7 separate regions of the Mus musculus genome follow, and all the other regions are linked to region 7. Evidence: chromatin contacts called from public Hi-C and promoter capture Hi-C data. All regions are on one chromosome and are shown on one strand. The core of a region is the stretch at or near the end of the contact, and the rest is flanking DNA. Distances in the headings are between cores, read along the strand shown.

The links. A called contact is a pair of places that touch in the nucleus more often than the background predicts. Capture Hi-C pulls out chosen DNA fragments and counts their contacts.
Region 1: a Hi-C map of CD8 T cells shows a contact between it and region 7, with 5 times the contacts expected there. The contact joins the promoter of Pdcd5 here to the promoter of Uba2 in region 7. A contact is called at or near these places in 2 of 39 promoter capture datasets (both in liver), 2 of 484 Hi-C or Micro-C datasets (B cells and CD8 T cells) and 2 of 9 other capture datasets (liver and pancreatic islet).
Region 2: a contact with region 7 is called in a promoter capture Hi-C map of liver, with 4 times the contacts expected there. The contact joins the promoter of Ankrd27 here to the promoter of Uba2 in region 7. A contact is called at or near these places in 1 of 39 promoter capture datasets (liver), 1 of 484 Hi-C or Micro-C datasets (B cells), 1 of 115 datasets of contacts at active chromatin or transcription factors (pancreatic cancer cells) and 3 of 9 other capture datasets (adipose tissue, liver and pancreatic islet).
Region 3: a contact with region 7 is called in a promoter capture Hi-C map of liver, with 3 times the contacts expected there. The contact joins the promoter of Zfp507 here to the promoter of Uba2 in region 7. A contact is called at or near these places in 2 of 39 promoter capture datasets (liver and pre-B cells) and 1 of 9 other capture datasets (liver).
Region 4: a promoter capture Hi-C map of liver shows a contact between it and region 7, with 4 times the contacts expected there. The contact joins the promoter of Cep89 here to the promoter of Uba2 in region 7. A contact is called at or near these places in 2 of 484 Hi-C or Micro-C datasets (CD4 T cells and Th1 cells) and 2 of 9 other capture datasets (adipose tissue and liver).
Region 5: a contact with region 7 is called in a promoter capture Hi-C map of adipose tissue, with 2.5 times the contacts expected there. The contact joins the promoter of Dpy19l3 here to the promoter of Uba2 in region 7. A contact is called at or near these places in 1 of 115 datasets of contacts at active chromatin or transcription factors (large pre-B cells) and 2 of 9 other capture datasets (adipose tissue and liver).
Region 6: a Hi-C map of regulatory T cells shows a contact between it and region 7, with 6 times the contacts expected there. The contact joins the promoter of Rhpn2 here to the promoter of Uba2 in region 7. A contact is called at or near these places in 2 of 39 promoter capture datasets (liver and pre-B cells), 1 of 484 Hi-C or Micro-C datasets (regulatory T cells) and 1 of 9 other capture datasets (adipose tissue).

What each region holds. Positions count from the first base shown.
Region 1 is chr7:35,645,569-35,648,770 of GRCm38.p6, reverse strand. It overlaps Pdcd5 (programmed cell death 5), which reads left to right and starts at 1,289. Exons shown (of 6, transcript NM_019746.4): 1 at 1,289-1,465; 2 at 2,590-2,627. The coding sequence starts at 1,400.
Region 2 is chr7:35,584,629-35,587,794 of GRCm38.p6, reverse strand. Ankrd27 (ankyrin repeat domain 27 (VPS9 domain)) reads right to left here and starts at 1,548. Exons shown (of 29, transcript NM_145633.3): 1 at 1,426-1,548. Rgs9bp (regulator of G-protein signalling 9 binding protein) reads left to right here and starts at 2,213. Exons shown (of 1, transcript NM_145840.3): 1 at 2,213-3,166. The coding sequence starts at 2,575.
Region 3 is chr7:35,801,719-35,804,686 of GRCm38.p6, reverse strand. It overlaps Zfp507 (zinc finger protein 507), which reads left to right and starts at 1,698. Exons shown (of 7, transcript NM_177739.3): 1 at 1,698-1,853. It overlaps E130304I02Rik (RIKEN cDNA E130304I02 gene), which reads right to left and starts at 2,095. Exons shown (of 3, transcript NR_033567.1): 1 at 1,666-2,095.
Region 4 is chr7:35,395,550-35,398,752 of GRCm38.p6, reverse strand. It overlaps Cep89 (centrosomal protein 89), which reads right to left and starts at 1,690. Exons shown (of 19, transcript NM_028120.3): 1 at 1,547-1,690; 2 at 657-763. The coding sequence starts at 1,585. It overlaps Faap24 (Fanconi anemia core complex associated protein 24), which reads left to right and starts at 1,986. Exons shown (of 4, transcript NM_178643.5): 1 at 1,986-2,540. The coding sequence starts at 2,435.
Region 5 is chr7:35,753,032-35,755,940 of GRCm38.p6, reverse strand. Dpy19l3 (dpy-19-like 3 (C. elegans)) reads left to right here and starts at 1,487. Exons shown (of 19, transcript NM_178704.3): 1 at 1,487-1,686.
Region 6 is chr7:35,332,606-35,335,675 of GRCm38.p6, reverse strand. Rhpn2 (rhophilin, Rho GTPase binding protein 2) reads right to left here and starts at 1,439. Exons shown (of 15, transcript NM_027897.4): 1 at 1,265-1,439. The coding sequence starts at 1,333.
Region 7 is chr7:34,167,215-34,170,236 of GRCm38.p6, reverse strand. Uba2 (ubiquitin-like modifier activating enzyme 2) reads left to right here and starts at 1,708. Exons shown (of 17, transcript NM_016682.2): 1 at 1,708-1,864. The coding sequence starts at 1,727.

The DNA.
Region 1 (3,202 bases), core at 40-2,539, 1.5 Mb before region 7:
AACTGTGCCACTCCCTAAGAGCCTCTGGGGGCCATTTTCTTTCAAACCACCACAGTCCCTAACACAGCAATTCCATCCATAGATACATATTTAAAATAACTGAAGGCAGGATTGCAGGCAGGCATTTGAACACATGCATTGATAGTGGCTTTACTCACACTAAGCAAAAAGTGAACAAGGTTAAACTGATGAATACATCTAATGTGCTTTGTACAGTAAATATGTTCAGCCAGGAAATAATGAAATGGGGGAGGGGAGAGCTTGTTTGGTTGGAGCCAAAGTCTCACTATGTAATGGCAAGCTGGTCTTCAATTCCAGATCCTCCTGCCTCAGACGCCCCTGGATTGGCCGACTTTAAAGGCACACACCCACCAAATCCAATCAAGAATGAAGTTCTGTCTCATGGTACAACATGGATAAAAAACTTGAAGGTGGTATATGATTGGTCAAATATGCCAGCCATAAATAAATAGTGCTTGAATAGGCAATTTTATACAGACAGAACATTGTTTTGTAATGGGAACCAGGGATAATAAATAATTTCTATTTAGTGAGTGGGTGCCAGTTTGTAATGATGAAAAATTTATAGAGAGTAGCCATTGCTCAACAGGGTGGATGTAGGTATATGGGCTAGAGGGATGGCTCAGTGGTTAAAAGTGTGTATTAGTCTTCCAGAGCACCAGAATTCGATTCTCAACCCAATATCAGGTGACTCACAGTTGCTTGGAACTCCAACTCCAGGGGTCCAATGTTTGTCTCCTCAGGCTCACTCATCCCTTACCTCCATATATATATATAATGAAAATGGTTAGATGTATTTGGAAAAATTAAAATACATATACCATAAGCAAGTCACAGGATTGGAGAATTGAGCAGTTTTTTTTTCCACCCACTCCATCCCTTACTGGGACCCTCACTCCAAAATCAGGGTGTGTGTGTGTGTGTGTGTGTGTGTGTGTGTATTGCCATAGTTCACACACACACTCACACACACAGCATCTTCTCAGCAAAGGCCCTTGGGGGTTGGGGTAAAGCAGACAGGGCGTCGACTAAGGAGTTTACACCTTGCAGAACTGCGCCATTGCCAGTCCTAGGAATCATTAGGGTGGGGCGTGTTAACGCGCAGTTCAGAGCCTGGGAACCCACAAGCGCCCTCTTAGAGGTTCTGCCCCTTTTCCCATCGCAGGATCGGTCCTCTGCAAGGCACCCTGGCCGAGGCCCGGCAGCCCCAACTCGGCACTCGACTTTTGATGCCTGAGCATCACTCGCGTCTGCGCAGTCGAAGGCGCCGGGCTCGAGTCTCCGGCCGAAGCGATTCCAACCGAGTGTACCGGAGGGCGGCTGCGGCTGCGCGACCCCCGACGGCCGCTGCGCCTGCGCGACGTGGGACAGCCGCGCCATGGCGGACGAAGAACTTGAGGCGCTGAGGAAGCAGAGGCTGGCCGAGTTGCAGGCCAAGCATGGAGTGAGTGAGCGAGCGGGCGGGCGGGCGAGGTGACGCCCTCGCCCCAGGCACAGGCTCTCGGCGTTTGCTCGTGGGACCCCGGCTTCCGCGTACCCCATGGCAACGTGTGTGTGCCCACGGGGATGGGGGTGTCCCCGGAGGTCACCGCCGCCTCCTCGGCTGCCGTAGGGTCCCGCGTGAGGCTTGTGCGGGTTGGGGTGTGCGCGCCTTCGAGTCACCCCCCACCCCACCCCCCAAGTCTCGGTTTTCGCTGCCGTCGAGCCTCAGGCGATCCTCGCCGGGATTGGGGTGTCCTCGGATTGGGGGGGGTCTTGCCGACCGGAAGCCCGCGCTGTGTAGAGGGGGATCCTCTGAGCTCTGGTGCGGAGGACGCCGCTCTGACAGCGCCTCCCCGGGCGGGAGTCGAACCGCGGACTCCAGAGATGGTGCTCAGCCCCTGCGGTGCCGGCTAGGAGGGAGTAGCGGGTTGTAAACTTGCCTTGGGACAAACGCTAGTGGTGGTGGGTGACCTCAGTGGCAAGCATTTGAGCCTTTGAGCCAGCATCTTTCGTGCCAAGCCAGGGTCTCTTTTTTCCAGTCTTCTCACTGGTTAAAAATAGGGCTCCATGATACCGGGGCCTTTTCAGGAATGTGTGCGTTCTCAAACATTCTTTTAGATTGTGACTTGAGACGCTTGGGAAATGTGGGGCTGGGAGTGGGGGTTAGCCTGGGCCACAGTGCTTACCTAGCATACACAACACCCTCTCTTCCCTGAGTTCCACCCTCAGCCCTTATTTAATAAAACGAACACAACATTGCAAATGGAAACTGACTTATTGATTTTTTTTTTTTTTTTTTTTTTTTTTTTTTGGTGAGGTCCAGTTTCCACCTCGGGAACCTATTATAGCAGAAAGAATATCGAATAAGCCCTTTATTTTTGTTTTCATTTATTTGGTATTTTACTTTATTTTGAATACGGTCTCTGTTTATAGCCCAGGCTGGCCGGTAACTTGAGATTCTTGTGTCTCCTAAGTGCTAACTATGGTGACAAATGTGCCTCACCCCACCTTTCCCTGACCCATGTGTTCTTCTCTCTTCTTTTGAAGTTCCACTCCATTAAAAGGTAAAAATTATTTTTTTTTCAGGATCCTGGTGATGCAGCCCAACAGGAAGCAAAGCAAAGGTAGGGCTGGAACTAGAACTTTCTGGAAGAGTGGTTTCATAGATTGAGCTTTTGGCTTTTATTTAGTAGTTGGAATTGGTCCGTGACTCTTAGTGAATCTCAGAACCTAGTGATTTTCTACTAAGCCTGCTTGAAGGTAATTCCCTTTTTAGTCTGATTCAGTAAATACCCACGGAGTTCCAGTAAGACCTCACTTTGAAGTTCTGCCTAAGCCCAACAGTAAATAACCTCATAGGGATTCTAGACCCAAGGCCTCCCCGTGAGCGGTCCGTGGACACTAACTTACTCTGCTGTTTTACCCCTGCGCGTGGCAGAGCACTTTCACTCAAGTTCAAGCATGCATTTGACGTGACTACTTCACACCCTGCTTTTGCCTCTCCCGTTGTTTGGGGTGTGTTCAGATCTGAGCACTAAGTCCCTTGCTCCCCACTCTCTTTGGCAACCTTCACGGTTAACCCGTTGGAAGTCCACATTCTCAAAGCAGGTTGTTTGGTTTTCCCTCTCTAATCAGGACTCCTCATCTAGGGTCTCTTTTATGCTTTGAGCGCATAAAGCCGGTGGTGGCTCACGCCTCT
Region 2 (3,166 bases), core at 299-2,798, 1.4 Mb before region 7:
TAACCCAGGAATACACCTTCAGCCAACTGCAAGACCCTGGCTGCTTTCCCAACAACATCTCCTCTGCCCATTCTCTTCCTCTGCCTCCCAATTGCACACATACCTGTCCTGGTGAACCACACCCAAGTGACCTCTCCAATACTCCTATACAGTATTCCTCTGTCTTTCCTTCTCCCCCCCACCCCCGCCCCGCCAAGCCTCCTCCCCCACCCCCACCCCCCCTTAACAAGCTGAATGATCCATACTTGGTGTTTGGCCATTGTCCATTTTCTAAGCCCCATCATTCCCCATGCCCTACAGCTTCCCAAAGGGATGGGTTCTCCCTCCTTCCACCCATTCGGTCCCCAAACCTAGTCCCCTATCAAAACCCATGGGGGTGGGTGGCTCCTGCGTGGCTGCAATCATCACCCCGCCCTGCCCCAAGAATGGCTAAGTCTCACAATATCCAAATTCTGAATGCAAACCGACAGCTGAGCTGGCTAAAGGAAAGACCCCTGAGTGACAGTAAGTACTGGGGTTCAGGGCCCTAGATCCTGTCGGTTGACACACCACCACGGCCTGCACTGGGGGACTCTGAAAACCCTACTATGTGCTGCTTTCGCTCCGGATCAATGGGAAGTTTACAGTGTTTGATGTAAACAGGAGCATCTCTCCACAGAATGAAACAGAAATCCCAGCCACTGAGAACTCTGTCTGTCCAGTCTCACTAGCCCTCTTATCCCAAGCCTCTCACTCCTAGATGGTGATGTGTCACTTGCTTCCCCTGCCACCCACCCCGCCTTGAGTGTCCAGGTCCCCTGGAGCTGGAGGAGAGGCTGGAGGGGCACCGCCTGGCGCGCGCGCATCTGGGCAGTCCGTTTTCAACCAAGAAACCGAACACACTCTGTGTGGTTGTACGTCTCTGGGTACCTGAGTTTTCCATAAGTCTTCTCTACATACAGGACGAGAGGACCTCGCCACGTGTAAAGCAGGCAGGGATACCCTTTCCACTTTCAGCCCCGGCGGAAACTCAATCAGCTGGCCTAGACCAGGATCTGAACACACAGCCTCCTCCCTCAGTTTGGTCACCGGAAAACCTCCCAGGCCACATGGCCTGGGAGCGACAGCTCTGCCCACTGCCCCAAGTCCCAGCTCCGGGGGACCCAGGCCTGCCGTGGTGCCACAGGAACAGATGCATTCTCCGCGCCGCCTAGGCATCCCTCTGGACCTAGTGGACAACGTGCGCGCCGCGATGCGGACCGCAGAGGAACGGGAGAGCTGGGAGGCTCAGCCCGCCACGGGTCCGGGCCCCTGGGGCCCATCAGCCCAGCCTGGGGCTCCCCTTCAGTGCAGGGAACCCCTCCCCCTTCCTCTCCCAGGCCCCGCCCGACCTCGGCGTTCCCCAGAGTAGGGAGGCGCTGGAGGATACCCGCAGAAGACACTTACTTAAGAGGCTACATAGTTTCACCTCTGTGCTACGACAGCACCTCCCGGACCCTGGGCTGGGACCTGAGTGCCCACCACCCGGGTGCGGTGGCTCCACTCTTCAGCCTACCTCTTTACTCCGCCGTTGGGCGGAACCCTGCTCCAGTCTGTCCAATAAGAGGTCGTTTTAGTCGAGACTGACACGTAAACAGAGCAATCATTAAGTCTAGTTCAGTCGGAGGTGGGGCCCAGGCGACTCCGCGCTTCCTACTCAAGCTAGCCCCGCCCAGAACCAGGGAGTGCGCGTGCCCAGAATTCGAGAGGCGGGACCTAAGGAAGATCTGATATTAGGGGTGGGGTCCAAGCTGGGCCCCTGAAATGGGGTTAGACTGTGATGAAGAAGAGAGCTCCAACTAAGTAACAATCCTACCCGGTCGATCGCCCGTGCTACTGGTGATGCAAACTGGAGGTGCCCAGACTTCCGAGCCACCCTACTCTGTTGCCTACAGGGTCTAGTCCCTTGGTCCTTTCCCTTCACTAGCATGGGCTGCGATAAGCTAAGCATTCTTTCTACCGAGTCTCACTTTTCCTCGTCTGCAAAGTAGGAAAAAAAAAAACCTTGAATTTGTAGGGCGCTAAGGTTCCAGAATTATCATGGTAGGGAGAAGAGGGAAAGCCACACTTGATCTACCTGGGCTGGGCCCCGCCTACCCCTGGCCCGGGGGCGGGGAGGGGGCGGGGGGGGCGGGCGGAGGAAGCCCCGGGCCTGGACTGGTGGCTGGAGGCGTGTCCTAGGAAACTGGATCCTGCTGCCCTTGGCCGGGGCTAAGGCGCGCGGCTCGTCTTGGAGACTTGGGGTCGATCAAGGATGGGGTCTTCACTCTGGGCTTCTCAGGGAGCCGCCGTGAAAAAGAAAGTGGTGCAAAGACACTACGCGTGACCCGGAGCGCGTCTGGGGGAAATGGAGGAGCGGATGGGGAGAAGCTAACCAGACTACCCCAGCCGTGGGGACGCCGGAGGCGCACCTCAAGGGTCCCTGGAGAGCTCTGTTGAGAACAGCGGCGAGGACATGAGGAGCTTTCAGTCCGCCCTGCTCAAGGCTGGCATCAGGGCTGGAGGCGACCTACGACGTTGAAGGTTGCAAGTAGGGTACCGCCGGAGGGCAGCGCCATGGCCAGAGAGGAGTGCAAGGCGCTGCTGGACGCGCTCAACAAGACCACAGCGTGCTACCATCACTTAGTGCTTACTGTGGGCGGCTCCGCGGACACTCAGGACCTACGCGAAGAGCTGCAGAAGACCCGCCAGAAGGCGCGGGAGCTGGCCGTGGCCACCGGCGCCCGGTTGACCGTCGCGCTCCGGGACCGGAGCTTAGCTACCGAGGAGCGCGCGGAGTTTGAGCGGCTCTGGGTGGCCTTTTCAGGCTGCCTGGACCTGCTCGAAGCCGACATGCAGCGCGCACTAGCGCTGGGAGCCACCTTCCCGCTGCACGCGCCGCGCCGGCCACTTGTTCGCACTGGGGTGACGGGCGGCTCCTCTGCTGTAGCTGCGCGCGCCCTGAGCGCCCGCAGCCTGCGGCACGAAGCGGAGAGCGACTTCGATGTCGCCGATCTGCCCCAGTTGGAGCGCGAAGTCCTCCAGGTGGGCGAGATGATTGACGACATGGAAATGAAAGTCAACGTGCCCCGCTGGACTGTACAGGCGCGACAAGCGGCAGGCGCCGAACTCCTGTCCGGTGCCAGTGCCGGCGCGTCCTCAGCCGGTG
Region 3 (2,968 bases), core at 449-2,948, 1.6 Mb before region 7:
GGTGCTGAGAACCAATACGTCTTCTGCAAGAGCAGAATCCACTCTTAACCATTCAGTCATCTCTGTAACCCCCCAGCTGGTAAACTTTTATCCAGAGACACAGCAAATAAGATGGCTGCCGTACCTAAACCATTACTTTTTCGTATGTATTTTGACGACTCAAAACCCAACCTGCTTGAAGTGGGTTCTAAATATACCAGGAAACATCCAAAAGGTATCTCACCTAACAAGGCCAGCCTGGCGCTATCACTACGATCCTCCCTAAAGTCCTTCCTCTGGCCACGCCCACCCATTGAATCCAGACCCAAGCTCGTGGCTCTGCCATTCCTGCTAGCCCCTACCTGCCGGCTTATTCTTGGGTTGAAAGCTGGGTGAGATTGCTTCTCTCAGTTTGTATTCATGGTATTAGCACAGGACCCAACAGGGTTTGTTACAGCAGAGCAGATACTTCACGGAAACAGATCCAAACGACAAACATGACGGCTCGCTCGGAGTTATTACCGCAAGCTCACCAAGTCAGACCTTACAACTCCTGAAAAATCTTTCAAGGACCGCAAGAAGGTTCAGTTGGTAAAAGAACTTTCTATCAAAGCTGCAACCCGAGTTCAACCCTTGGGACCTACACGGGAGAAAAAGTGAACCAACTCCAGAAAATTGTCCTCTGTCTTCCACACACGAATCAATAAATGCTTTTTTAAATTTTAAACATAAAAAAAAAAAAGAAAGTATTTTTGACCCAGAGCCAGCACTGCCTCTCATCAGACATACGGTTAGGACCTCTACATTTTTCAGCATACGATGCCTGAAAAAAATAATAGCTCCAATTAGAGCCTGGTATGGTGGAGACACATCTACTCTCCCAAGCTACCCTGGAGGGCTGAGGCAGGAGGTTCACAACTTCAAATGTCTGCCTGGGCTAACTACATAAGGAATTAGAAGCCAGGATGAGTTGTTTCAGGAAACTCAATAGCTCAGTGGAAGAGCATTTATCTAGGAGGTATGTGGTTCAATGGGTAAAGGTACTCGCTGCCAAGTCTGAAGGTTTGAGTTCAATATCAGAACCCATACCATGGAAGGAAAGAACAGACTCCTGAAAATTCTCCTCTGACCACAAGTCTCCACAAATAACAATAAATAAATACGTAGATAATATTTTGTGTGTGTGAATGGCTTACTTATCTGTATACCTGAGCACCATGTGTGTGTCTGGAGTCTGTGGAGGTCAGAAGAAGGCCAGAGCTTCTGAGTCCCTGGAAGTGGAGTTACACATGGTTGTGAGCCACTGTATGAGTGCTGGAAACCAAACCTGTGTCCTCTATAAGAGCAACCACGGAGCCATCGCTCCAACCCTCGCTCCAGCCATCACTCCAGCCATCGCTCCAGCCCTCGATAAACTTTAAAAAAAAAAAAAAAAAAAAAAGTCCAGCCAGATTCACAAGCACAAGGATGTAAAGAACGATGGGGTAAATGAGGGGATGAAGAATGCCCCAGCAGGTTGAGGCCACAGTGGATATCAACTGAGTTCTAGACCAACACCAGCTCTGACAGGACCTGGATGGCCACAGCATCTGCCCAGAGCCTTAAGGCCCTTTCTGCCAGAGGGCGTGGTCTGTGGTGGCTCCACCCCACCACAGCCCCGCCCACGCCGCGCGCCTCCAGGCTCACCTGACCGGCTCGCCGCTCACGTGATCTGTCTCGGCGCCGCCATCTTGGAGCCACGGCCGAGGAAGGGGCAAAAAGGGGGAAAGAGAGGGAAAGGAGTCGGGAGCGAGGCGGACGAGGGCGAGGGTACGGTGGGGTCCCGGCCGGCCAAAGGAGGCTCGCAGGAGCAGCAGCCCGCCGCCCGACCGCAGGTACCGCGCCCCGGGCCGCCCCTCCGCTTGAGCGCCGCCGGCCATGTGCGGCCTCGCTGGTGACGCCCGCTTCCTCCTCGCCGGTGACGCCCGCGGCACTGCCACGCACCCGAGCCTGAGCTCCAGGGCCCTGTGTGTACTGTCGTCCCTCTGTCGGGCCTGTGGAGACCCCGGGCCCGCCGTGCCGCTGGGGGTGGGGGTCCCGTTGCTCCCCAGGTCCCGCTGAAGCGCCTTTGCCTTCTGGAGACGTGAAAGCGCTTAGGCCAGCCAGGATGGAGCTTAAGTTTCTTTAATCCCCCGTCCTTTAAGCACTGCGTGGTGTAGGAAATGCCAGCGCAAACGAAAAATAGCAATCGTGGCCTCCCACACGTACACATCCTCTGGGATTGACTGATCTTTCCAGAGATCGCTGAGACCATTGGTGAAAGTGCCCACCTTTCCAGACCTGGGGCATCCCGATCGTTGTTTGGAGTCCGAGGCCTGGGTGATTAATTAGGTCCAGGCAGCCACCCCCACCAAAGGTTGCTGACAGTGGACAGGAATTTGCTTTCAGTCTACATGGCCCAAGGCAATTACTGGATTTACCCCCTTTTCTGTCTGAGTTTGTACTTTCTACTCTACTGGTCTGATTCTGTGTATGGATTGCTATATTGATTAAAAAGAGAAAGTTTGACCCTTCATTCCTTTACCATGGTAACTCTGGAAACTCGGAGGATGCCCTAGCGGTGTACTAATTTTACTTAACTGTAATCGCTAAGTTACTTTCTAAGGGAACCGAATAAGCCTACTTTAAAGCAACAATAGGAAAACAGTAGCCAAAAAAAAAAAGGAGGACCAGGGCAGGAAACTGCTTTGGAGAATATATAGGTCAAGCCACGTTGTCGCATCTTTTCATGGTACTCTTCTGCCCACTGTGTTTGACTAATTTACATAATCACCCCTTAGGCTGTAATTTCGGTTAAAGTTAGAATAGCAATATGTCATTTATTATTCCATATTGGTTAGAAAATTATGTCAGTAAAAGCAGTAGTTTGCTGAGTGAATTACTTACATGGAGGGGGAGGTTTAAAATATACAATTGTTAGAAGTTTTCCAGGCTGATTTGTTTTAGCTTC
Region 4 (3,203 bases), core at 441-2,940, 1.2 Mb before region 7:
AACACTAGGTGGTTAGGAACACCATCTGGCAAGGAATACGTTCACTCTTTTTAACACAAAGTAGTAGTAGTTGTTGTTGGGTTTGTTTATTTGTTTGTTTTTTAAGGCAGAATTGTACCTAGAAAGAAATTTTTGTGCAGTTTTCCTAAGAGTACTGATAACCTAGATGGACACTAAGCTGAGATATGTAGAGCACATGTTTAGCATGCACAGGCCCTGGCTTCCACTCCCAGGAAGAAAAGAGGAAGGAAGGAAGGAAGGAAGGAAGGAAGGAAGGAAGGAAGGAAGGGAAGATGGAAGGAAGGAAGGAAGGAAGGAAGGAAGGAAGGAAGGAAGGATGGAAGGAAGGAATGGAGGAAGGAAGGAAGGAAAGATGGATGGAAGGATTAACTTAAATTTGGTGCTTCATATTTAGTAGGCACCAACTGTACCCAATCCTGAAATCTGAGATCTTCCATTGAAGGTACCACACCCCAGACAAGTCCACTGATGCTCAGAGAAGCCATATTAGTGCATCTCTGAGCAGAGGTAACCACAGAGCGTAATAGTCTAGCCCTCTACTTGTGGCCTTTTGGCTAGTGTGATCAGTTCCAGGATTCAGGACTTGATGGTCAAGCACGGGCGTGACCCTCGGTGCTGCTCATCTTGGGACTTACCTGGGCCTCTCTGGAGAAGGGTTGGGGCTCCGAGGAGGGGGTGTGCGTGGCACCGCTGGCTTCGGAGCGATGCTGGCTGCGGGGAGGAAGCCATGGATGATGTGGTTCTGCACAAATGAAACCCAAGGCAGGTCACCGGGAGAAGATCACCTTGCTCCTGGGCCACCATCACCTCCCAAACTGAGGTCACTCTAGGGATCCGGCCCCACAAGAGTCTTTACACACACACCTGCCGCTGTTCCCAATCCCCATTGGTGAGGCAAGGGCACTCACTGGGGCACACCATCATGGCTATCCGATTCATTCACACCTCCCTGCTCACGGCAGCTTTCCTGACCGATTTCAATTGTCAACTGAACTGGGCTAATCTATACCTACCGTGTAATGAAGCACACCTTTGGGTGTCTGTGGGAGGGCTTTTCCAGAGAGGATTAACTAAGTGAGCTGGGCTAATATACCCTAAATAGGAAAGGAATCAACTCATGGGGGAAGTTTTCTCCAAGACAGGAGTGAACTCCCGGCTAAGAGGAGAATCCTGACAGGGAGGCCAAGATTCCTGTCTGTGGCAGGCTCTGGACATGAAGGGTTCTTTGGAACATTTAGTCTGGGTTTCTGGAATTTAATGCTCCCTGATAGCGATCCCGCCTCGCTCCTATCTCAGTCTTTAAAACCTGCACATGAAGGCAGGAGAGATGGCTCAGTGGTTAAGAGCATGGTCTGCTCTTCCAGAGGTCCTGAGTTCAATTGCCAGCAACCACATGTTGTCTCACAACCATCTGTAATGGGATCTGACACCTTCTCTTGCTATGCAGGCATACATGCAGATAGATCACTCATATAAATAAATCTTTTTTTTTTTTAACCGCACTCGAAGGCCTGGAACTACTCACGAACTGGCTCCGGCGGTTCCTGCGGAAGCTGAGGAGCATCCTGGCTGAGAGCTGAGGGCTGCGGGTTGAGCCGCCAGGCGCTGGACTAGCTGGAAGGTAGACCCCGCAGCCTGCACAGCTCCCCACAGCCTAGCTCCCGCGGACCCCCGACTTTACAACAAGCATGTCTCACATTGGCTCTGTTTTGAGTCTCAGCCTATCAGAGTCAATTTTACTGCCACCCGTTGCTCTTGACAACCCAGCAAGGCGTCATTCAAATTCCAGCCAGAGAGGAAGCAAGCTGAGACTTCCGTTCGATTATTGGCTATAGTAGACGCCCATCTTTTACCTATCACCCAATAAAACGCTGGCCAGGGCGGTCAGAATTTTAAAGAGGGCTCCCGGGCTGTGGGAACCCGGAAGTGGCAGGGCCTCAGGTGAGGTCCACGGAGATTCTAGACCCCGGCGCAGTGAGCTTCCCTGCCTTTGTAGCCCTGGACAGGAACCGAATAGAAGGACAGGGACCGAATGGAAGAGCCACCGTAAGCGTCCTGTTAGGACACCAGAGCTAAGGGAGGTGCTTACAAAGAGGGACGGAGTCACTCAAACAGAAATCTCCCGGGTTTAGCTCGGGGTAGTGGCGCCCGGCTGTCATTTTAGCACTTGGGCTGCTGAGTTCAAGTCCAGCTGGAGTCAACTATCAGTACAGAGCCAAGCGTGATAAGAAGACCCAGTCTTATTTTGAAAATAAATAATCTCTTGAATTCAGACTTCGGTTGAAGTAGCTCAGTGCCTGAAAATCCACTCTACAGATCCTGTCAAAGAGGTCCCGACTTCGTGTAGAACTGTGTGCAACAGCGCCTGCTCTAGTGAGACCTTGCATTTTCCTCATTTAGACCAAAACCACGGATGGAAAGGAACCCGCCTGATGGGACCGGTCCGGTCCACGTGCCACTAGGACATATTGTGGCTAGTGAAAAATGGCGCGGGTCCCAACTGGCTCAGGAGATGCAAGGTCAGTGAGCTGTCTTCTGTCATACCCCTTTCTTCCCAGCACGTTAAAAGAGAGAGTGAGAGAAATGCTGGGTATGGTGATGTTCCTTTGCAATCCCAGCACTCCTGAGACTGAAGTAGGAGAATCATTGCGTTAGAGACCAGCCTGGGGCTACATAGCAAGTTCAAGGCCAGCTTGGGCTATGAGAACTTGTCTCAAAATAGTTACATAGACTAAAATGAAAGGGGACTGGAGAGAGAGCTCCGTGGTTACGAGGACTGGCTTATCTTACAGAGGATCGTGGTTTAATTCCTAGCACCCACATGGTGGCTCAAGGAGTCAGACTCCTCCCTCTTCTGGCCTTTGGGGGCACTAGGCTTGCACATGTGCACAGACATATGCGAGCAAAACCTACATATAAATCTTTGGGTTTTATTTTATTAAAAAGGAGGTTTAGGACAGGTGGTGGTGGGTCACACCTTTAATCCCAGCACTTGGGAGGCAGAGACCGAAGGATCTCTGAGTTCAAGGCCAGCCTCATCTACAGAGTGAGTTCTAGAACAACCAGGGCTACACAGAGAAACCCTGTCTCAAACCAACAAAAAGCGGGGTGGGGGCTAGAGATGGCTAGATCCCCATCTGTTTTCACTGAGCTGTTCATTACTGCCTGTAATTCCAATTCCA
Region 5 (2,909 bases), core at 238-2,737, 1.6 Mb before region 7:
TTTTGGAGGAGCAGCCCTTAGCTGTTGAGCCATCTCTGCAGCCCTAAGGTAGGATATTTTTAGTGTAAATAAAGGTTAGTAAGCATCGCCCTTGAAACTCCAATCTGGGGGGGAAAGGAATGAGGCCCAAAGGTCAAGTACACTCGGGCCTTAAAGCAGACCCTGTTTAACATAAGATCCATGAGAGGAACTCATCATTTCTGTTAGCAAACTTTACAGCAAGTATTCTGTGCTGGGATCCTTGCCTGCAGCTGGCGAGGGTTCATCTAGATCTGCAGTGGAATGGGGGAAATTCCTTCTCCTTCCTCCATAATTTCCCTTGCCTTTCTATCGTGCTTCACTACAACTCATCGTCTTGCTGCATGCTTGTGACAAGCCAGTACTCTATGTCTCTGCATATGGCCCAGGCAAGAGTTGGACTTGTCATCCTCCTGCGGCAGCCTCCTTCCTCAGCAGGACTACAGGAGCGCCATCTAAGACCTTAAATCTCAGACTTTACTCTTAGTGCGCACCCACTTTCTATGAGAAGCACTACGACCCGACGTTCTTATGACAGTTCTTGCCTCGTGTTACAGACATGAAGCAGCAGCTGAATACTGTTCCCCTCAGGGACATGCGCCTCACACCAGTTACATGTTCCACAAATCACTTTAAGTAGGTGTGGGGTGAGGGGCTATCTAATAAAGCATTCTGAGCAGTGTGTTCTTGGTATTAACAGTCGACAACCAAAAGAGAAAAAGATCTATCAGGGACAGGTAGCTAAGAAAGGCAGGGTGTATGGAACAATTTTTGTTGGAATTAGATGACAGGCTGCCTTTTCGTAGGTACTGATCTCAGTGGGCCATCCACTACCAAAACTCAGTCTGGCGCACACCTTCCTTTAGTCACAGCACTCAGGAGGCAGAGGCAGACGTGAGGCCAAATTGGTCCACACGCAATTTCAGGCCAGCCAGAGCTAGAAAGTGAGACCCTGTCTCAAAGAGAGGGAAAAGATGCTGACAAGCAGTTTAAAGATAAGAGGAACATCTAGGACTCAATACTGAAGGTGCATGTTAAGGAGGAGAATTAACAACAAAGGCCAGAGCAGTACTACGGCGGCGGCGGGAGGATGGGTGTGGATGGGTTGGGGGTGTGGGGACTGAGAGGCATGTCTTTGGAGACCCAAAAGTGTCTGCGGATTTTATCACTAAACAACGTCGAAAGTGCATATAGCCGGACATTGGAGGCAGGAGGTAGAGCTGGGAAGGTCCCCCGAGACTGGGTAACCTTTCTTCGGGGCACCAGGGACTCCGAACACAGGAACAAGCCAAGCTTAAGACCTGCCTCGGAGCCTAACACCCCCAAAACAGCCCTCTGAGCGGAAGTGTACCTCTTCCTTCCGGTGTGCGCCGCACGAGACGGGGCGGGGCAGCGCGGGAGGCGGGGGCGGGGCCTTGCGTTGACGAACAGCTGCCGGGACCAATGAATGCAGCGGTAGCGGCCCGGCCTCCCCGGCGCGCCCCTTCCCCGGGCTGTAGACGCCCCCCAGGCCCATCCTTGCAGCGCGCCGCACAGAGCCGGGAACAGCTGGGTCCTCCTAGTCTTCACCTCGCTGTAGCCCGTGAAGTGGGCGCGTCCCTAAGGCCTGGGTGCTCGGGGTGCTTCTTTGCCAACCCGAGCCGCCCCTGAGGACTGCTGAGGCCGCAGGTCTGTGGCTGGGGGTCGGGCCGCGAGGGGACTGGACGCGCAGTGTCTACGGGACACGTGGGCGGGGCGTGGGAGGGAGCGTCTCAGAGCGGGAGCGAGTGTCGCGAGGTTCCCCGGGCCGGCTAGCACCTGGTCCTCGCGTGGGCTCGCCAGGTGCGCAGGGGAGTGGCTCCAGGTGCGGGGGAGTGGCGCGCGTCCTGGTCAGTAGTCCAGGAATTGCCTTAGGGTCTCTTTGCTAATGTCTGGCAGGGCTTTGAGTCCGGCTGGCCGGAGCAACTTTTTGTTTCCTAGTTGGGGAGGCTGTTGCCATGCAGACGGGAAATGTAATTAGCACCTGGCATGTTTGTTAACTTTCTGCTTTACCAGGCTCAGGGTAGATGTAAGGTGGGCCCCCTGTATAGCCCTAACCCGCCGAGGGCTAGCAGGGAGGGTATAACTCCTCAAGAGGGGACAGGATTCCAGCTGTGGCTGCAAGACTTTGAAAAGATTTCTTCTCTCCCCCCCCCCCCCCCGTTTCTTGTGCTTTTTGAGCACACTGCATTTGAGTCTGTGTTCAGTCTGAGCATTTTTGAATGAATGAATCTTAACAAAAGCATTGTGTGGTGTTGGCTTCCTCTGTTGTATTTAGCAAGAGCCTTTCCGTTAGATAAACATAGACTTTGGTAACTAGAGTGCAGGTTGGATTAGCTGCCGAAACAATCGCGTCTGGCTACTCCTCATCTTTAATAGATAATTAGTAAAACGCTATTCATTAGTCAGAGGAACCAGGCAAGATGTTCCCGGGGGACTGAAGCCAGCTTACTCACCACCACCACACCCCCGCCTCCCCCTCATAGCTTCCAAACTAGGTAACTGCTCCCGCAGCTACACCCACAGTTGCTCCCCAGAGAGAGCAGCCACCCTGACTGGCACAGCCCCGCACTGTCTTACTGTCTTTGACATCCAGGCATAAAGCTTAGCAGGGATTTTTTTTTTTTTTCAAAGAACACAGGTGCTAAAATTCAGGTATCAGAAACAGTGTTTCAGTTCTTCAAAATCTGGCTGTCACAAGTTTACTAGGAATCCCTCCCACGTGGTCAGTTCTGTGGGAATAAATCAGACCCACTACTTTCTGTAGGAACTGTAGAAAATAATGTAAAACTGTGTCACGCAACAAATCCCACAGTTAGTGTTACGGAATCAGGGAGGGAAAACATCACAAGGGTGCAGCATCCAAGATGGCT
Region 6 (3,070 bases), core at 190-2,689, 1.2 Mb before region 7:
TTGGACATCTTGAGATTCCCAGGCCAAGCAACCTCCTGCAATTCTGGCCTGTGATCCTCTGGCCCAAATGCCACACATAATTAGAAGTTATAATCCTGTAATTCCATGATGACATCTTTCAACTTAAATATACTTTAAAACTTTTTTAAATGCCAAAAGGAACTTTAAAAATTGCCCACTGTCCCCACCTGTCTCCAGATTTCCCTCTTTTCTATTACTACTTCACGTGTGAGCAAAAGTTCTTTAAGATGCCAGAGTCCCGCGGGAGAAGGAAGCTGCCAAGCCCATTTACGAACAATTAAGAATTGATTGCTCTGTGGGAAGCAGTTTCACTTCCCTATTCATGACTGCTCGCTGCGCCTTCGATCGTATCAGTTAGAAAAATATCCACGACAATCTCTCAACCCACCAGGTGATCCTTGGCCAAAGTCCAAAAGCTATTTTTAGACTCTCTAGGGACCCAAGAGGAAGGTGAGGAGTCTGTCACAGTGATTCGCACCTCTAAAGTGCCTTTGAAAGCCAGCAGCTGTTGGGCAATCCCAGCACCGCTGTGGGCGCCTAATGGGGTCGCTTTTGAGGAACTGAGTTCCAGGGCGAAAGGCAGTCGCATTAATTGCCCAGGAGCGCCAAGACGTGCCAAGCGCGCAGAGTCCAGTCTCGCCCTCTCGGTCTCTCGGACAACCAAATACAGATAAATCCACTTTGGAAGAGTGAGACTCCGGTTCTCTGGCTCTCTTGGGCGAGGACAAACGAAGGGGCACGCCCGAGGTCCCCTTGCAGCATCCACTCTCCCTTACCAAGAAGTCGAAGGGGGCCAACGCTGAAAGCACTTGGGAGGCAAAAGAGCAAAACTCGCCCTCCAGATGCACCATGGCTAAGCGCTCGGGTGGAAACTGAGCTGCGGTATAAGTGCAGAGGGACCGACCGAGCTCGCCAGCGTGGCCAGGAGCTGGTCCTTTCCCCACCAGCGCGAGAAGCCTGGCAGGGCCATCCGGATCACCTCCCCAGGTTCCCACCTGCGTGTGGCTTGCCTGTGCACCTGCACGCCCCAGCCCGGCTGCCATCTGCTCGGGGCTCCAAGCCCCGCGCAATCAATCCCCTTTCGACCCCCCTTCTCCGCCCTTCGGCCCGCACCAACTCTGCGGGTCTCTCCCTTCTCCTTCCCCTCCCCCTCCAGTCCAAGCCGACCCCCGCCTCAAGCCCCTTCAGCACGCTCCGCAGTTTGCCAGGACAGAGAGAGAGGGTCTGTTGACTCGCCACTCACCTTTCGAAAGTAGTCGTCACCCTCTTTCTCCAGCGGCTGGGGAGCCGCGGGTAGCAGCGTATCGGTCATGCTGGCAGCGCGGGAGTCCAGGGTGAACTGAGGTGCAGTGGCTACTAAGGGCCCCAGGAGGCGCCGGGACCCGCCCCCGCTCCCGCCCCGACCAGCCAGCCGCCCTGCCGCCCCGCCCGAGCCCTAGAGCGCCAGATATCTGGAGCTCCGCCCCTCTTAGCAAGACCTGGACCTAGGCAGATCCCGAGCCTGGAACTCAGTTCTGCCACCTAGGCCCCGCCTTCAGCCTCCCAAGAGGCGAATCCCAAGCCCTACAGTTCCGCCCCCCGCATTTGCAGTCCTCCTGCATCCCAGAGTGAGCCCCACCCCTGATCTCTGGAGCCACGCCCCATCTCGCCTAGGCCCCGCCCCTCCACCATCCAGTCCTACCGGAGGCGGATACCTAACTCTGTAGCCTCGCCCCGCTCAACTAAGGCCCCGCCCACAACACGCACGGTCCTCCTCCAGCCCCGCCCGAGGCTGAAGCCAGAGCCCTGAAGCCCTGCCCTTGATTGTATAGACCGCGCCCCTGCCCCATGCAAGTGTTAAGTGCTGTCTGCCGCGAGTCTAGAATGGAGCTCTTGCTGAGCCTTCGATCTTAATCTGAGTGTTGTTCACAGCTCACTACCTTGTGAGCGTTAAGGTGGCGCAGCCAGCGGGATCGGGGTTTCAGCAAACGTAGCGAAACCCAAATTCGCCCTTTCTCTGGAGCCCTAGGAATAGTAAATGCAGAGAACTAAATACGTTTGCTTTCCCACTCAGGGACGCGGACATTCATGACCAGTTCATTCGCTGCTCGGAAGCTTTTAAAGGCTCTGGCCAGGAAGGACGGAAAGCTGTTTGCAGGAGAGGAGGCCTCCGAGCGCTTGGGTAGCAGAAGTCGTCGGGAGAGGGGGCCACCTACTGAGCAGGCTTTGTGCACAGGAATTCTGCAGGTGTCTTTAAGGATGCCAGAGTTCCCAAACTCGGTTTTCTCAGTTCTCAAGCCCAAGTGATTTTTTCTCTGGCTGGTCTCGTGTTATAGGTATCGATGTGGTTAGTACAGGAGTAGCAGGGGGTTCCTTAGGCTCGGGGTTCGCGGAACCTCCTACTGGAGAGTAGGTAAACTGGCGTCGGATATTGGTAGCACATCGGGCTACATCTGCAGGAGCCTAGAGCCCCCAGCCTGTAGACTCCTTCCTCACCGCCGCCACCACCACCAAAAAACACCTTTGTCTTCTGCCTTTGGAGGTCTGTGGGTCGCAGTGTAAACCTCAGATTCGGCTTTCAAAACTAACCAACCGTTTTCATGCTCTTTAAGAAGTGTTTTAGGGGCCAGGGGCGTTTAATTTCAGGACTCAGGAGGCAGAGACAAGCGGGTCTCAGAGCCAAGGCTACACAGAGAATCCTTGTCTCGAAAAACAAAAACAAACAACAAAAATGGTGTTAGTATGGCTGCAGAGGTGGCTCAGAGGATAAAAGTGCTTGCCGCTCAGCCTGACAACCTGAGTTCCATTCCCTGGAACCCATAGGGTAGAAGGTGCAAAAAAGAACTTCCACAGGTTCTCTGACCTCACACGTGCGCCATGGCACATGCATTCCCCCTCCAACCCCCCAGCAAACACACAAAATAAATAAATGTAAAAACATCGAAAGTAAATAAATATATATTTAGACGGTTCGAGAGGTTTAAAATAAGTTCTTGAAAATAAACAAAAGCAACAGCTTAACATACGTTAAAAAGTTAAAAAATAAATAAATATATAAATAAATTCACCA
Region 7 (3,022 bases), core at 459-2,958:
AAATTCAATTCCCCAAAACCAGTTGAAGGCTCACAATTATCTGTACAGCTACAGTATATACACATACATAAAGTAAATAAATAAATCTTAAAACAAAACAAAACAAAACAAAACTGTTGGGCGGTGGTGGTGCATGCCTTTAATCCCAGCACTTGGGAGGCAGAGACAGGCGGATTTCTGAGTTTGAGGCCAGCCTGGTCTACAAAGTGAGTTCCAGGACAGCCAGGACTATACAGAGAAACCCTGTCTCGATGAAAACAAACAAACAAACAAAACCCTAGGTGGAAAGTGATAGAGTATGATACCCAGAATTCTCCTCTAGCCTGCAGCTGCCAGTGGCCATGGGTTACTGGGTTCCTGAAAGGAAAGCTGGGGATGGATGGGAAGGATGACTAGAGAAATAACAAGCCAAGGCAAAGTTCTCTGAACAAGGCTCAATATAGTCTTAAATTTAAAGGGGGGAGACCCATCCCCCACTTTGTCAGGATCACCTCAGGAAAGCAAGCTCAGCTGTTCTGCAGGTAGCTTCTTGCAGGAAGCTGCAGATGTGGCAGACAAAAGACTTCACCTAGGTCAGAAGACTCCACCCTGGGTGGGCTAGCCTACTGTGGCAGAAACCGGTCTGATTCAGCCAGCTCAAGGCTGGGGGGAAGGGCACACTAGCCTCCACATGTAGTGTGTGTACATGTGGCAGACACACAGGAAACAGTCTCATAACTGATGCTGACTGTACCGGAGTCAGCGTGAATCAGAGAACTTCTTTACAGTCAGTTCCAAGACAGAAAAGTAGAGGAAAATTAGTGTTTCTGTGACCTGATTTCCATCTGAGGCATTCTAGCTCCATGGCTTATCCTCAGAGTGTTACCAGCCATGAATGATTGACAAACAATGGTCAACAGAAGCAAGAGCGTTAGCAGTCATGAGTGGTTGACAAAAGCCACAGTATATTTCATCAATTTGGTGGGTGCAAAAATAATAGCAGTTTTTGCATTGCTGAAAATTTTAATATTGGAATATAGTTGTAAGGTTTATTGTTATTTTTTGTTATGTGTATGAGAATGTATTTGTGAGGATGTAAGCAGTATGTGTGTCTGTTTTCCTGCTGAGGCCAGAAGAGTGTGTTAGATCCCTAGTAGGTGGAGTTACAGGTAGTGTTGAGCTGCCTAATATGAATGCTGACAGCTGAACTCAGGTCCTCTGCAGTAGCAGTATGTGCGCTTAACCTCTGGGCCATCGGTCCAGCTCATGGAGTATATTGATAAATGTGGCTATGTTGTATGTCGTTTAATATGTGTTTCCTGCTTTTTTTTCTTTCTTTCTTTTGTTTTTTCGAGACAGGGTTTCTTCTCTGTGTAGCCCTGGCTGTCCTGGAACTCACTCTGTAGACCATGCTGGCCTCGAACTCAGAAATCCTCCTCGTGTGCCACCACTTCCCGGCCGGGTCATAGCTTTTTTAACCTTTAAATAAAGAGCTTTTGTTGGGAATTCAAACCGAGGTCTTTAGAAGGTGACCCTAGGCATCTCAGGCTGAGAGCTGGTTTGTGTTCCTCTGGAATTGTGTGAGAAGTAATCCCAGGACTCAGGGTGTCGCCTGAGCCCATCCCGGGGCGGGATGGCGGCCGCACTGCGCAGGAGCGGAAGCTGCGCTGCCCTTCCCCCACCGACTTCCGGCTGCCGCTCTGGTTCTCCCGCCTCCGACTGTGAGGCGGCTCGTAGACGTCCCGCCATGGCACTGTCGCGGGGGTTGCCCCGGGAGCTGGCCGAGGCGGTGTCCGGCGGCCGGGTGCTGGTGGTTGGCGCGGGTGGGATCGGCTGTGAGCTGCTCAAGAACCTGGTGCTCACTGGCTTCTCCCACATCGACCTGGTGAGGCCCGGGCTCCGGGTGAATGGCGGTCTGCCTGCGGGGCCCGGTTCCGGGCGGGAGTCAGGGCGGCGCGGCCCGAGAGGCCTGGGGTTAGGATCACCGTGCGGGAAGCGGGTTGGTGGGACGCGGGACTCCGGCTCTCCGGACCTCCTGTTCGCGGCCCTCGGCTCCCTGGGCCTGCGCGCGCCGCCTCCCGAGGCAGTTTCCCCAGTTACACTGGGATGCAAGAAGAGACCCTGTAGATGCTGTGACTTTAATTCAAATATTCTCCAACTTAAAATAACGATCCCGCGGCCGAGCGGTTTGCAGCCACCAGCCACAGCACGCCGGGCGTGCACACGTGCATTCATTCCCGAGTCTGCCACCGGCCCTCAGGTTGCAAGTGCTGTCTGCATCCCGTTTTATTTTTAACAGATGAGGAAAGTGAGACGCTATGAGGTTGAGTAACTTACCCTGGGGGCACGCCGTAAGTGGCTGGTTAGACTCCTTGGGGCTCGCGCTCCTCTGGTCTGGGCATCGTGCAGATCCGTGTTTATGTCATTATAGATACTCCCTGGGGTTTGCAGGATTGGGTGACAGACTGTAATCCGTGCATCGAGAGACTGTAGAACTGGAAGTTTGAGGTCCGCTTGGGCTACGTAGCAACATCTTACCCAAGAAATTAAAAAAAAATTTTTTTTTTTGGTTGTCAGGATTCTTAAGTTTTGCGTTAGCGTAATGTGCAATGACAGGAAACCCCTGTAATTTGTGAATGTGTTGGAGATATTATATGAACCTTGGATGTGAATTGAAGATGCCTTAAGGTTTAACAGAAACACGGGATGAAATTGCAGGTGTCAGGGTTTCAGCTGAGGCAGAATTGGAGGGAAACATTCTTCATTGGTCAGGCTTCACACCCAGTTTTGGTCCATAGAAAATAGTATAATCCATAATATGCTAGTGACGCTTGATGCTATTTTAAGAGTAGATTTTTCAATAGACAGGAGTGAATTGAAAAAGTAAATGCTTGTTCTCTGTTTTAATTTTCTTTGGTTAAATTTTTATAGTGAACTTTGAAGTACAAATGAATATTTCAATGATTATGTTCCATAATTTTCCCATACTACTCTAAACTTTAGAATGTTTGATGATGAGAACATTTTGTTGCTTATGTAAGTT